Regions from separate parts of the Mus musculus genome. Here all the other regions are linked to region 1. Evidence: chromatin contacts called from public capture Hi-C, promoter capture Hi-C and targeted proximity ligation data. All regions are on one chromosome and are shown on one strand. The core of a region is the stretch at or near the end of the contact, and the rest is flanking DNA. Distances in the headings are between cores, read along the strand shown. Region 1 holds the start of Dmrt3 (doublesex and mab-3 related transcription factor 3). Region 2 has its middle 41 kb from the start of Gm34808. Region 3 holds the start of Dock8 (dedicator of cytokinesis 8). Region 4 overlaps Dock8 (dedicator of cytokinesis 8).

Region 1 (3,239 bases), core at 251-2,750:
GGTTCCAAATCACTCTTCTGGGCAGAGAGCTTGCTGCTTGAACCTCGGACGACACAGTCCTAGAATTCACAGCAAACTCAAGATTGCCAGCGATGCTCTCTTCCTTGGCTGGCGGTAGGGCTGGGCACTGGAAAGCGACCTCCAGAAAGAGACTATGGTCTCTGTGCAGTTCAGGAGTCAGGTACCGCAGCAGACCCGTTTACGTTAACTTTCACCCACACAGTAAGAAGCGGAGCGCACGTTCCCAGGGGCCGCTAAAAGACCGTCCGGGACTTCCGTTGGCTCCTTCCCACTGAGTTGTTAAAGCGGTCCTGAGCCTACTTTATGCCTTGATTTTTGTTCGGTTGTTTTCTTGGTTGAGTGAAAAAAGGCAGCCTTCTCTACACGTACGTAGTAATACTCGACATTGGACAAACCAATACTGAAAACAAGCAAAGAGTATAAACGAAATTTATGCTGTAAAAAAAAAAGGCTTATGCAGTCTAAGGTTATACAGGAGACTCTTCATCGTCACGCAAAGATTGTTACGAGTAGGGTCTATTCCTTATTCTTAAGTAAAACACAGCGTCTGTGGGGATTTGAACTGGGCAATTCCGGACCTTGGCTGATTCAGTGGCCTTTGCGTGAACAAAATACCAGGTAACTTTGGGGCCACTAATGTGTCTTCTCCCTACACCCTCGGAAAGTTTAAACAGTGCTTAAGAAAAACATCCAAGAGAGCACTTGGCAGTCCAAGGCAGAGAGGTCATTCAAGGCAGAGATTGTTTATTTTAAAGACAAGAGGAGGTTAAGTAGAAAATTGAAGTTACCCTATAAAACGAGTTGTCTTCCTGAAGCCTGACAGATTAAAAAAAAAAATACTCATTTTTCTTCTGTAGCAATGAAAAAGAAACTAGATTGCAAAACCAAGCGAAGAATTCCCGAATCACTACTACCCCTCTTTTGATTCCTCTTGCCAGGTGGAGACTTTCCGGTTCTTGAAACCCGGTTCTCCCGGGGCCGACCTGCGGAGTACCCTCAATTCCCTCGCAAGCTCCGAATGGCTGAGGCCAAGGGTGGGAAGGAAAGCGGTCTAGGGCTCAGTGCTTCGAGGCCAGTGCTGGAGCGACGTGAGAGGGTAGGGGAGAGGCCTGCCGGCTGGCTTACAAACACCCACCCCCCTCCCCATCGTCCCCCGCCCCACACCCGGTCCGCCCAGCGCTCCCGCGGTACCGCAGCGGCGCAGTCCCTCCCGGCTCAGGAAGGGGTAACAGAGCGCTTGGCAGAGGGGGCTGTGAGCGCCCCCGCCTGAGAGGCCAGGCTGCAGGTGGCGGGGAAGGTGAGGTGCAGGAACCCGAGGGGTGCCTGCCAGGGAGGAGGAAAGCGCGTGGGGAGCGCAAGGAGGCTGGGACCCCGATTGGGGGGGGGGTGGCGGCGGGAGGGAGGAGGGACTGGGGGGGGAGGGTGGCGGAGGAGGTGCTGGGTCCAGTCTGCGAGGAAGGGACCAGGGAAGGAAGTGGCTCAGACCGTAATCAGAGCTCTCCCCGGCTCCTTGCAGCTGCTGGAGAGCCTCAGCGTGGGAGGACCTGCGGGTGGAGCCTGCGCCCCGAGAGCGGCGGGCAGAGAGGCGGCACGCGTGGGTACCGGCGGGCTGCGAGCGCCATCGGAGCCGGGGAGACTGCTGCCGTAGCTCCGGCCGCCGCGGACCTTCCGGGGCCTCCCGAGAGCGGGCCTCCGAGCTCTGTGCTCCAGCTCCCGCCGCCGGCCGGGGGGAGCCCTGGGCATGAACGGCTACGGCTCCCCCTACCTGTACATGGGCGGCCCGGTGTCGCAGCCGCCGCGGGCGCCCTTGCAGCGCACGCCCAAGTGCGCGCGCTGCCGGAACCACGGGGTGCTGTCCTGGCTCAAGGGCCACAAGCGCTACTGTCGCTTCAAGGACTGCACCTGCGAGAAGTGCATCCTGATCATCGAGCGGCAGCGGGTGATGGCGGCGCAGGTGGCGCTGCGCAGGCAGCAGGCCAACGAGAGCCTGGAGAGCCTCATCCCGGACTCGCTGCGGGCTCTGCCAGGGCCCCCGCCGCCGGGGGACGCTGCGGCCACCGCCGCTACCGCCTCGCAGTCGTCGCCAGCCTCCCAAGCGTCCCAGCCGCCCGCGCCGCCTCGTCCCACCGCGGAGTTGGCCGCGGCCGCCGCGCTGCGCTGGGTCGCGGAGCCCCAGCCCGGGACGCTGCCAGCGCAGCTTGCTAAACCAGGTGAGAGCGTCTGCGGCGCTGGGGTCGCGCTCCGAATGAGGGAGCTTCGAGGGCTCTTCGGGATCGTGGGGGAAGGCCGAAGACAAGTTTGTGGGAAGTGGACCTGGTTGGACCTGCCCCACCCCCACCAGGCACCGGTTCTTACTCTCCCGGAAAGGGGGTCTCGAGAGTCTGAAGCCGATGGAACCCAGGAGCCCGCCAGAGGGGCCAACCAGATCGCCTGGCTGTGTCCCTATCGTCAGAGGCTTTCCCCGGGTTGAAAGGGAACATAGCAGGTCAATTTTAAAAATAAAATGATGTCTTGGGGAAGACCGACTTTAAACACACCACAATGAGGAGGGTTATCCGGGCTGCGGGTTTTAGACGGGTGGGGGCTCTCACTTGGAGCGAGGGGGTAAGTAGGTGCTGGCTAGCAGTCAGGGCCCAGTGCTTTGCTGTTTCTAGGTGATTCTTGGCTTGGTCCGGAACAGGCGTTTTGTCTCTTACTTAAAGGAACTAGGAGTCGTTTTGTTTTTTTTAGCCAGGCTAAGAGGCCTCAAGACTTAGAATTTGAAAAAAAAAAAAAAAAAAAAGGCGCCTTTTAAGAACTCTAAGGAAAAGGCTCCAAAGTGAAGCTACTTAACTCTCTTTTGCTGAACTACTTCTTTGGTCCTTTATTGCCATTTCCCGGGCTGCTGTGGTGTGAAGAAATTAAAACCAAAACTTGGCCTACAGTGGAGAAAACCTAGCAAGTGCCTTTCCAGGATTTTGCGGGGTTGGCCTGGCCTGAAATAATGAGGGGCTTTCTGGCCATCTAGCTTCCCGCTGTTCAGATATGCTCTGATTTTGGGGATGGGTTAACAGGGTTCTGAGCCCTGACAGTGGGCAGACCCCGGTTTCTACTTAGTTCTCTCTTTCTGGCTCTTTCCTGAGTCCCTGAGTCCGGCTGCCCCTATTTTAAGCCTCTTCCTCTCTTTCCTCCGAGGAACCTCTAGCTTTACTCCTGGCCGCTCGCAGCCTCCTGGCAAC
Region 2 (3,239 bases), core at 466-2,965, 860 kb after region 1:
TCTAATTCAACATGCTGATTATTTATAACTAGAAGATAATTTACCCCCACATGGCCTAGTATTTTTTGTCCTTTTCTTCCAGGTTTTTTCCCCTATTAGCCAAAGGTAACATTCGTTATCATAATTGCCTGGCGACTTGTCGGTCTCCTTAAATAGACCAGGCACAGCAGAAATCCAATAACATTAAGTGATTTTCTGGAGGCCACACAATCAGGAGAGACTCCCAATATAGAAGTCAGGTTTCTCTCTCTATGGTCTGTTGGGCTGTTCATTAGCGACAGCATCCTGTGTTCTGAAATCTCTTTCTGAGAAGAAACACGAAGATAGCCAACAAGGGGTATAGAGAATGGGGATTCTGCTCTCAGCTCAGTCACATCCTGCCAGTACTTCTCATCTGAACAATGAGGGCAGCTTGCTTAGATGAGTGCTAACATCTGGTCTAACTCTCCATGTTGACGATTCAAGTTGAAAGGATGGTGATTCACTCACAAGGATGGGGGCTACATCCAGTCATTCAACAAATATGTATTTTCTTCACAGTTGTTTATTCTGCATCTACTACTATGAGGCAGATTGGCTGTCAAACATACTGGTGAAAAAAATGACAACGACCCTGCCCACTGAGAAACCATGTGGCCACCCTTGTGCTGCCACTGGGCCATATCCCACATCAATTATCCTGGTAAATGGGGTGACAAGGATTTCATAAGCATACTTTCATTGAAGGTTCCCTCTGGGACAAGTATAGGTGTGTTTGCAGCCATAATGCTAGAATACTAGTGAAAATTAGCATCCCTCTTGTTCTTAAAGCAGGCAAATTCAAATAAACAGGAGCTGCACAACAGCTTGGCCATGCCCCTTCCGGTTAATGCACAGCTTCCCAGATCAAGCTATTGATGCACTCTCCTGCCAAGATGCCAACAGGAGTGTCCAATTAGTGCCAATTTGTTTCTTGTAACCTGGGCACCTGTCACCAAAGAACCTGATAAAAATAACCAACTCAGTCACCGTGGATCCAAACGGCTCGAACTAATCCAGACAGAGGTAAACAGGAAAACTTCAAATCCCACTGCACAGACTCCAAGGGACCCAGTTCCTCCACCTGTGGTCACATTTATGCCTTATTTCTGAATGATGGCAAGACACCAACTGGCAATTGATTTTTTTTTCTTTAAATGCAAGTTATCAGCCCTTCCTTCCAGCCAGCTGCGGGCTTCCCCCTGGCAGTTCAGGACTCACAGTGATAATGGATTATCTTGCCTTTTAATAGCAAACTACTTTCCACTGAGATGGAATGAAAGTTGTGGAGGAGAAGCGAAGCCACCCTAGAACTCTTTCAACTCTCTTCAGGAAGCACCTCTAGTTTGCACATTTAAAAAAAAATAACCTTTAAAATCTAACCAGGTTTCTGCTGCGTGGTTGAGCCAGCCACCAGGGTCGGGCTGGTTATATCTGAATTAGCACTGCTTGGCAATCATTTTCAAACTTTTCCTTCATGCCAGCAGTTTTGCTCCCAGGGTGTGCAGTGGTAAGGGGCAGATGCCTTCGAAGGAGCTATCGGGTGGAGATTAGGAACAATAAGCAAATGAGCAGGCAGGACATTTTTACAAAATCAGCCAGGCAAGAAACGCAGCACGTCTTACTCTTCAATAGTGGGCTCATCCAGCCTGCTGCTTTACAGGAACAGAAATGCCTAGAATCTAAATCTGCCACAGGAGGGGGGAGGTTTTTTTTGCCTCCTCACAGTGCTGTGAGCTGAATGGTAGATTGCATCACCTCCATTGTAAGGCCGCTCTCATTATGAGAAACCAAACACAGAGTCTGGCTCCTAACTGGAGTATTAATAATGAAAATGGATTATGTGCATCCTGTTTGCTAAGCAATTATCCCAAGGCAGGGATTGAGTCCAGATTTTTTGCCTCGCTGCCTGAGTGGCAGGCGTGAATAGATAGACAGGTATTTGCATGCAGTGGCTCTGACCTGGAGAAAATGTCAGCAGCTTGGGAAGTGACGGGAAAGCTGCAGGTGCCTGGGTTTGGCAGCCTATTCTTGGAAGAGGCAAACAAAGAAGGAAACGCTGGGATTTGCCTTGATGGTCTTGAAGACAGCTGTCAGCTTCGAGGTGCGACTGTCCTCCACCCTGCTCACCTTCAGTCTTTCATTAAAGTGCTTCCAGCTCCTGTCTTTTCAAGGAGATGAGTTTTATGTGCATGATGGGGAGTGATGCTTTTGCCAGCCACTCTGTTGACCTAGATTGGATCTGTTTAACCTGGGTGCTTTTCAATGAGAGCGCTCTCCAACGCCTTGGGTGCGTTTCCGGTTTTTTAACCTCACATTCCTCTTTCATTGGGCAGTGCTAACTACCTCTACTTCCTGGTATCCCTGCACGGTCCCAAGGCTCCACTTCCAGGCCAAACTGGTGCAAGAGCTTCAGGATAAGCACCTTAGATTCCTCTCTTCTGCTATGATAAAATACCGACAAGAGGCAACCTGGGAAGGAAAGGGCTTATTTCCTCTTACAGGTTTTCCAGACCACAATCCACCATCGAAGGAAGTTGAGGCAGGAACTAAAGCAGAGACCATAGGGGAATGCTGCTTACTAGCTTGCTTCTATAGCCCAGGACCACCCATCCAGGGATGCTACCGCTCACGATGGGCTAGGCCCCCTTGCATCAATAAGCAATCCATTTGCCCCCACAAACATGCTCACAGGCCAATCTGATTAAGGCAATTCTTCAACTGAGGCTCCCTCTTCCTAGGTGACTCTGATTTATGTCAAATTGACAAAGATTAACCAGCATAGCAATCCACCATCAACAGCTGTGTGGCCTCCAATTGCCCCCTGAGATGCCATTCTTGTTTGTCATACAGTTTCATATATGAAACCATGTTAAAAGTCGGTAGCAGAAGTTCATATGGACAAGCCACATTACTCATAGGACCAGAGATAATGGTGCTAGACTAGAGGCAGATAATGTGCATAAGAAAGCTACCCACAAGCCGGGCAGTGGTGGTGCAGGCCTTTAATCTCAGCACTTGGGAGGTAGAGGCCAGTGGATTCCTGAGTTCAAGGTCAGCCTGGTCTACAGAGTGAGTTCCAGGACAGCCAGGGCTACACAGAGAAACCCTGTCTCAAAAAACTCAAAAAAAAAAAAAAAAGAAGAAGAAGAAGAAGAAGAAGAAGAAGAAGAAGAAGAAGAAAGAAAGAAAGAAAGAAAGAAAGAAAGTAAGTTACCCCC
Region 3 (3,239 bases), core at 506-3,005, 610 kb before region 1:
GGGTTTATGTGGAACCAAGTATATTTTTGATTTGTATGAAAGTGCATGCCATGAACATTTAGAAACCCAAGACAAGCCCACCTGTACGTGGACTAAAGGCTCTGGTAAAAATGTTTCAATGGGTTACTTATTGTTCACAGAATGAAGATACACACACACACACAATTATTCTTTTAATATTTTTCTATCCAAGTATTTCCCCATAAATCCCATTGTAGTAAATATCTTTAGGAGACCTTTGGAAGTTAGAAACAACAGATATATATTTTTAAGCCTTCTAGAAAATTGACCCTGGGAATGAATCCAGGCCCTTGAGAATGTTAGGCCTTGCAGTTGCTTTGTAGCACAGGCAGACCTTGAATTTGTGATCCTCTTTCTTGCCTCAGCTTTCTGAGTAGTGGAGATTACAGGTTTGGATTACAAGGAATAGTTGGCCTCGTTTATTAAAGTCGTGTTTTCTGTCGGTCTGTACTTAGAGTCTCTGTATTGTTATGTTGTACACATTGTCTTTTATGTTTAAAGGCATTGGTATGAGGGAGGGGGAGAGTTACCTAACCAGCTCTGAAGGTTTGCTCAACTACCTACCCAGAAGCAGAGGAAGAAGGCTGCCAAGAATAAATAGCATATGGTCGGCCAGTATTTTAGTATTAGGTTACAAATTAAGTTGTAGTGGACCAGTGTTGTTCAGTAAGAACTCAATGTGCCAGCAAATGTGAGCTAAGGAAGTAATTTTTACATCTTCTTAATGGGAGCCACATTTTAATACAGGGAAAAACAAACAGGTGAAATTATCTTTAATAATATGTTTCTTAACTTAACAGCTTCCAAAGGATTGTTTTTAACATGCAATCAATACAAAAATTAAGACATTTTGCCTTATTTTTTTTCTGTACTGTCTTGGAAACCCAGTGTGTATTTATTTTCCAACCCATCTCACTTTAGACTAACCAAAAATTCAAGTGGCCAACGGCCACATGTGGCTTGTGGCTTCCATATCTAGACTCTGCAGCTTTGAGCCAAAAATATAGCCCTTTCGTGTTTCCGAAGGCAAGTTGACAAGTGGAAACACACGGAGTTCATACAACACAACTTGGACCAAATATATTACTTGAAATAGGCACAGTCTTTTCCACGCTCATCCTTTGGGGATTATTTTTATTTTTATTTCTCCAGATTTCTCCTTTGTGGTCTGGTCAGGTTTCTCCATGTAAAACAGAACTCTGTTGAGATACCGGTCAATCTCAATGCTGTGTATTCCCTCAGGTTCTAAAATGAAAAGTCATATAGCTCCTAATATTTACTCGTGGGATGCAGCCATTATAATAAAGTGTCCCATGAATGACAGTGCGCCTTCGGCTGGGAAAAAGTCGACTGATGTCCTAAGAGGCTGCCTTAAAAAGAAATGTTCCCAGGAATGGCGTCAATCCACCGGGTGGCCCCTCCAGACCCCGCTGGCTGCTTCTGGATCCAGCGCTCACTGCCCCAGTCGCCCTCCGGCTCCGGCCGCCGGCGTTTCCGGCCAGCTCTCGCGGTCCGCGCTCCGCAGCCACCGTGCCCGTCGGTCCCGGGTCAGCGGCGGGGGAAACGCGCGCCTGCGGCCGGCGACTCTGAGTATCCGGAGCGCGGCTCGGCGCGGCGTCCACGCCCTCGCCAAGCGCTCGGTGCGTGCCAGGCCGGGCGGCGCCGCGGGCGGCGGAGGGAGCAGAGCCCTCCCCCCGGGAGCTGCGCGGCCAAGGTGGAAATGCGGAAGTTTCCGCGGCGCGGCTGACAGATGAGGCTGGCGCCGGGCGCGCCGGGCTCTGCAGCGGCTGTGCGTTCGGGTCCCGTCCCCCCGCAGCCCCGCGAGCCCCGAAGCCGTGGAACCGCGCGCGCGCGCCATGGCCACGCTGCCGAGCGCCGAGCGCCGCGCCTTCGCGCTCAAGATCAACAGGTAAGACGGCGCGGTTCCTGGCCAGTCCGCGGCGGGGCGCGCCGGTCCCCGTGGCGACTCATTCTCGTCCTCTTGTCACCCGCGCTGCTGTCCGGACCAGCGTCTTGCGCCACCTCCCCAACCCGGCGTGGCTCCCGCCGCCCTCGCTGTTCTGAGACAGGTGGCCCGACCCGGAGCGCGGGGTCGCGCGCCCGAACTTGGCTTAACAAATTGCGCCTTCCTTCCAGTCGGGAGACAGCGGAAAGAAGCTAAGTGGCTGAAAATCAGCCCTGCTTTGAAGCAGATCGGTCCGTGGTCCAGGGTTAGGGCTCTTTCAACCCCCTCTTTCCAAAAAACATCTTGGCTTTGGATGGCAGCGCTATTTTTATACCTTGGTCCAAAAGGAGCCAACCATGAAGTGGAAAAAATGATTTTAAAAAAATTCCTCCTTTAAATAAGCGAAAGGGAATGAGCTGTAGCTGACGTTTAAAGATTTCTAGCACTCTAGAAAAGTGAAGAACACAGGGATTTCCAATTTATAAACAGAGCTGCACACGCCACATCTCTGTGAGTTGACTACTCATAAAGTTCTCGGTAGACTCAAGCGGCGGCGTTTCCTCCACTGAAAACTGCTGACAAGTATTCAAGGGGGCATTTTTGCCTTGACCTGGGAAATCTAGACTGCCTGGCTAAAAGATAATGTGGAAGGGCAGCGCTCTGGAGGACTTCCAGGGTTGGTGTTTTTTTCTTGTTCTTGTTTGTTTGTTTTTGCATGTGGGACGCTGGCCCACAGTAATTCATCTTTGGGCTGCTAGTGAGTGAAGCTGGAGTCACTAGGAATCACCATCCTTGAATAGTGAGCGGTAAGGACCACAGAGGGCCAGTGGAGTTTCCCTGTGCAGTTGTGAGCAAGACCTTTCACTTCCTTCACTATTTCATCTGTCCAATTAGTTTAATTATTAATGTGGACTGTATACAAATGCTAAAGGGTAACTATATCATAATTCAGTCTTCCTATCGGAGCCTTTCCCCTCATCAGGCTGTCCTGGCTGCAGTGGGGCCGTAGGGGCATAGGAAGTTTTGATGGCTGTCATCATTGCCTTCCCCGCTTCTCCTCTCTTTGTCCCTGTCATGAGAAAGAAAAAAAGCCAGGAAACAAGGAACAAGGGCAGGAAGCTGTTAGGGATTCAGGAGGGGTGAGACTGATCTGAAGTGACTGTCTGGGACCTAATGCAAGCCTGGAGACGCTCTTGCAAGGAGCTTCGGGGTTGGTATAACCCAAGGGTGGAGGATTAAAGTCCTTAGCCAGAAGTGGTGGACTTACCCATCA
Region 4 (3,239 bases), core at 507-3,006, 550 kb before region 1:
GTAGATGCAATTTTTACCTGGTTTGATACACACTTAACTATTACTTTGTACTTCAGTTATCTTAATAAATACTGACTCTGTGGAAGGCATATATGCAAGAAAAATAATCAAAATTATAGTGGTTAAGAAGACAGCCTGACTATACTTGAATTCCAAATGTGCTACTTCCTAGCTATATGATCAATGGTAAATTATTATATCATCTGAAAATGGGGATAGTTAACATGCATATTCCACTGGATTCTAGTGAGACTGACTTGGAAAGGCCCATGAGGACTGTGGTCCCTTCCTCGGCTGACTTCAGGCTATAGTCAGAACCAGGGGATACTTTCCCATCTTCTTGCCACCTGATGATCGAAGGGATCTCTTTGCTCTCAGTTCAAACCGTAACGCTTTCTTCTGCCTCCATTGCATCCTGCTGACAGTGAGTGCTATGTAAGTCAGCCATCTAAAAGAATCTGGGCCAGAAGTAGGTAGTGGATTTACTTGGGGTTTCTTAGAGGAGCAGAACTGGTAGAATAAATATCTATTTATTTAAGGGGGTTATTAAACCCCCTTACAGGCTAGTCTGGCTAGTCCACCAATGGCTGTCTTTTGACAGAAAGGACAACAGTCCAGCAGTTGTTCGGTCCACAAGGCTGGGTTCTCAACTGGACTTTAATGTACTTTGGAATCCCAAAGAAGCAAGCTCTAAACCTGATAAAGGGATGCCTCAGCAGCAGGAGAGATGAGATCAGAGAGAGTGCGGGCAAGCAGGGGACAAGAAAACTCTTCCTTCTTCCATGCCCTTTTCTGTGGGCTGCTACCCGAAGGTGTGACCCAGATTTAGGGTGAGTCATATGACCTCAAATGATCTGGATTTATAAGGTAGCTCTTCCTATCTCCAATGAGCCAATCAGGAAAAGCCTCTCACGGGTATGCTCGGCTACTTGAGTTTTAGTTGATTCCAGACATAGTCAAGTTGACAACTAAGAATTGCCATCACCGGCAGCTGTATCTTCTCTCTCAGGAGTAAGTTGTTCCTGTCTCAGGGAAAGGGAGACAGTGAAAGCCATACATAGTTAAATTCTGGCACCCTTTTGCCCTTTGCCTCTTCAACAGCACTATTCCTCCACCCCAGCTTAAGGCCTGCTGGTATGTGGGCTCAAGGGGATGAAAAACCAGTTTTGTCAGCCCTTCCTTCAGGCTGGCCCTCCCATAGGACAAGTCCGGAATCTGTGGCTTTTGTTTTGTGATGCTTTGGGGATTGGGAACAGAACAGCGAACGTTCACTTGGGCTGTGTCAGAGGGCTGCAGCCTCTACTGCTGTTGTTATTTCTGGGCCAGTCTCCTTGATCTAAGTGGCTTTCACTGCCTTAAGGCAGTGGTTCCTGGATCTTTGCATGCATCGGGCTAGACGTATTTTGTTTAATACGGGACTGGCAAAATGTTGCCTATTCTTAATACTATCAACTGAAGAGCAACATTGTTTCAGTTACTCTGGGTCTCTATCCTGTCTATTCCCTCCCCCTCCCCTCCCCCCTCTCTGTGGGAGTATGAAACGAAGATGGGGCAGCTTTCCTCAGCAGATCCTCAGGGGTTGCTCGCCCAGGTTCAGTCCTGTGCGTTTCTTCCCGACTAGTAGTGTTTGGAAACCTCAGCCATAGAGGGGTTTAGCCACAAGCCTGGCTCCAGGTCAGCTGGGACTGTGTCTAAGCTGCTGGCTTTGAGCAGCAGTGTACAGCCGTCTCGGTCCAAGGGAAACACTGCATCTGAGCGCACAGCCAGAGGAGTGCTGCGTTTGCCTGAGTTTCTGGAGAGTTGCCTTCTTTCTCTTTTTCACTGTGTTTGGGTAAACAAAAGCATAGCCTCCGAGAGAGAGCTTTTGCAGGAGAAATTATAAAAATTCCTCAAAGCCTGTGATCTCATTTTGGATCTCCTCAGGATTCCTCATCAGGCTGCAATTAAGCCGAGAAAAATTCTGCCTTGGGGAGGGATTTTAATTACTCATCGTGTTGTGACTTGACTTTCTGCTACTGCCTTTCTTTACCTCTCCTGTCACAATTGCAGTTTGACAGCTCCTCCAGTCGCTTCATTTAGGCTAAAAGTGAAAACGCTGGGTTGAAGGGGAGGGCAGGGCAGATATCCACCGACTTGCGTGCCTGTGTGTCTGTCTACTCCACCAGGAAGCCTGGTGGGAACGACCCTCTCCCCTCCTTTCCCCTCCAGCCTCAGCTTTATGAGCCTGTCGAGCCAGTGGACTTTGAAGGACTCGTGATGACACACTTAAACAGCTTGGATGCAGAGCTGGCCCAGGAGCTGGGGGACCTCACCGATGACGACCTGCATGTGGCCTTCACACCCAAAGAATGTAGGACTTTGCAGCACTCTCTGCCAGAGGAAGGGTAAATTATTTTTTTGAAAATATGAGATGGGAAGGGTGCTGATTCTGAACCCCTGTCTGTCTGTCTGTCTGTCTGTCTGTCTCTCTCTCTCTCTCTCTCTCTCTCTCTTTCTTTCTTCTTGAAACAGCCATGTACCCTAAACTGAACGCAGAGTCACAGCCCTCCTGCTCCTGCCTCCGTGGTGCCTGAGTTAAAGGTGTGCACTGGCATGCCCAGTTTTGAAATACTCTGGAAAAGAAGCAAACTTTGGATTGGGGTGGCGAGGACTAGGGGGAAGGGCTACAGAGCAGCAGCAAAATGCCTGTGTAACATGTGCAAGGTCTCAGATTTGATCCCTAGAATTACAAAGAAGTTAATAATTATTTTAATTAAAAAAAAAACATTTTAGGGCCCGAGGAGATGTCATGAGGACCTGAGCTCAGATTCCCCAGCACCCCCAGAAAAAGCAAGGCATGGTGACAGGCATGTAGTTTAACTCCAGTGCTAGAGAGGCAGAGGGTATCCCTGGGGCTTGCTGAGCAGCCAGTTTAGCCACTTAGTAAGCTCCAGGTCCAACTGAAAGACCCTCCCTCAAAACTAAAGAATTGAGGAAGGTACCCAACATCTACTTATTGCCTCCTCATGCACATGCACACACTCACCAGCACACACACACACACACACACACACACATATTTTAAAAGGAGCAAAACTACTCAATCCACTAAAATATACAGTACATATAGTATTGCTCCCTAGATGTAGAGTTTGTTTGCTTGCTTGTTTGTTTGTTTGTTTGTTTGTTTTGTGGTGCTGAGGACCTAGCACAGGCCTCACACATGGTAGGCAGATGTACACGATTTCTAAATTGGTTTA

The links. Promoter capture Hi-C pulls out the DNA fragments that hold promoters and counts their contacts. Capture Hi-C pulls out chosen DNA fragments and counts their contacts.
Region 2: a contact with region 1 is called in a targeted proximity ligation map of forebrain, with 7 times the contacts expected there. A contact is called at or near these places in 3 of 39 promoter capture datasets (the 3T3-L1 cell line, HPC-7-derived erythroid cells and hippocampal neurons) and 2 of 130 datasets of targeted methods (embryonic forebrain and forebrain).
Region 3: a capture Hi-C map of embryonic stem cells shows a contact between it and region 1, with 4 times the contacts expected there. A contact is called at or near these places in 2 of 39 promoter capture datasets (the C10 cell line and hippocampal neurons), 3 of 484 Hi-C or Micro-C datasets (all in embryonic stem cells), 5 of 130 datasets of targeted methods (embryonic forebrain, embryonic hindbrain, embryonic midbrain and 2 more) and 3 of 9 other capture datasets (embryonic stem cells, embryonic tail and embryonic trunk).
Region 4: a promoter capture Hi-C map of pre-B cells shows a contact between it and region 1, with 2.2 times the contacts expected there. A contact is called at or near these places in 4 of 39 promoter capture datasets (the 3T3-L1 cell line, hippocampal neurons, pre-B cells and 1 more) and 2 of 130 datasets of targeted methods (embryonic midbrain and large pre-B cells).

What each region holds. Positions count from the first base shown.
Region 1 is chr19:25,609,037-25,612,275 of GRCm38.p6, forward strand. Dmrt3 (doublesex and mab-3 related transcription factor 3) reads left to right here and starts at 1,501. Exons shown (of 2, transcript NM_177360.3): 1 at 1,501-2,231. The coding sequence starts at 1,763.
Region 2 is chr19:26,465,541-26,468,779 of GRCm38.p6, forward strand. No RefSeq gene overlaps it. Among named protein-coding and RNA genes, the nearest start is that of Gm34808, 41 kb to the right of the region's middle.
Region 3 is chr19:24,997,774-25,001,012 of GRCm38.p6, forward strand. Dock8 (dedicator of cytokinesis 8) reads left to right here and starts at 1,756. Exons shown (of 48, transcript NM_028785.3): 1 at 1,756-1,930. The coding sequence starts at 1,878.
Region 4 is chr19:25,058,900-25,062,138 of GRCm38.p6, forward strand. Dock8 (dedicator of cytokinesis 8) reads left to right here. Exons shown (of 48, transcript NM_028785.3): 3 at 2,209-2,384. Among named protein-coding and RNA genes, the nearest start is that of Ndufb4b, 27 kb to the left of the region's middle.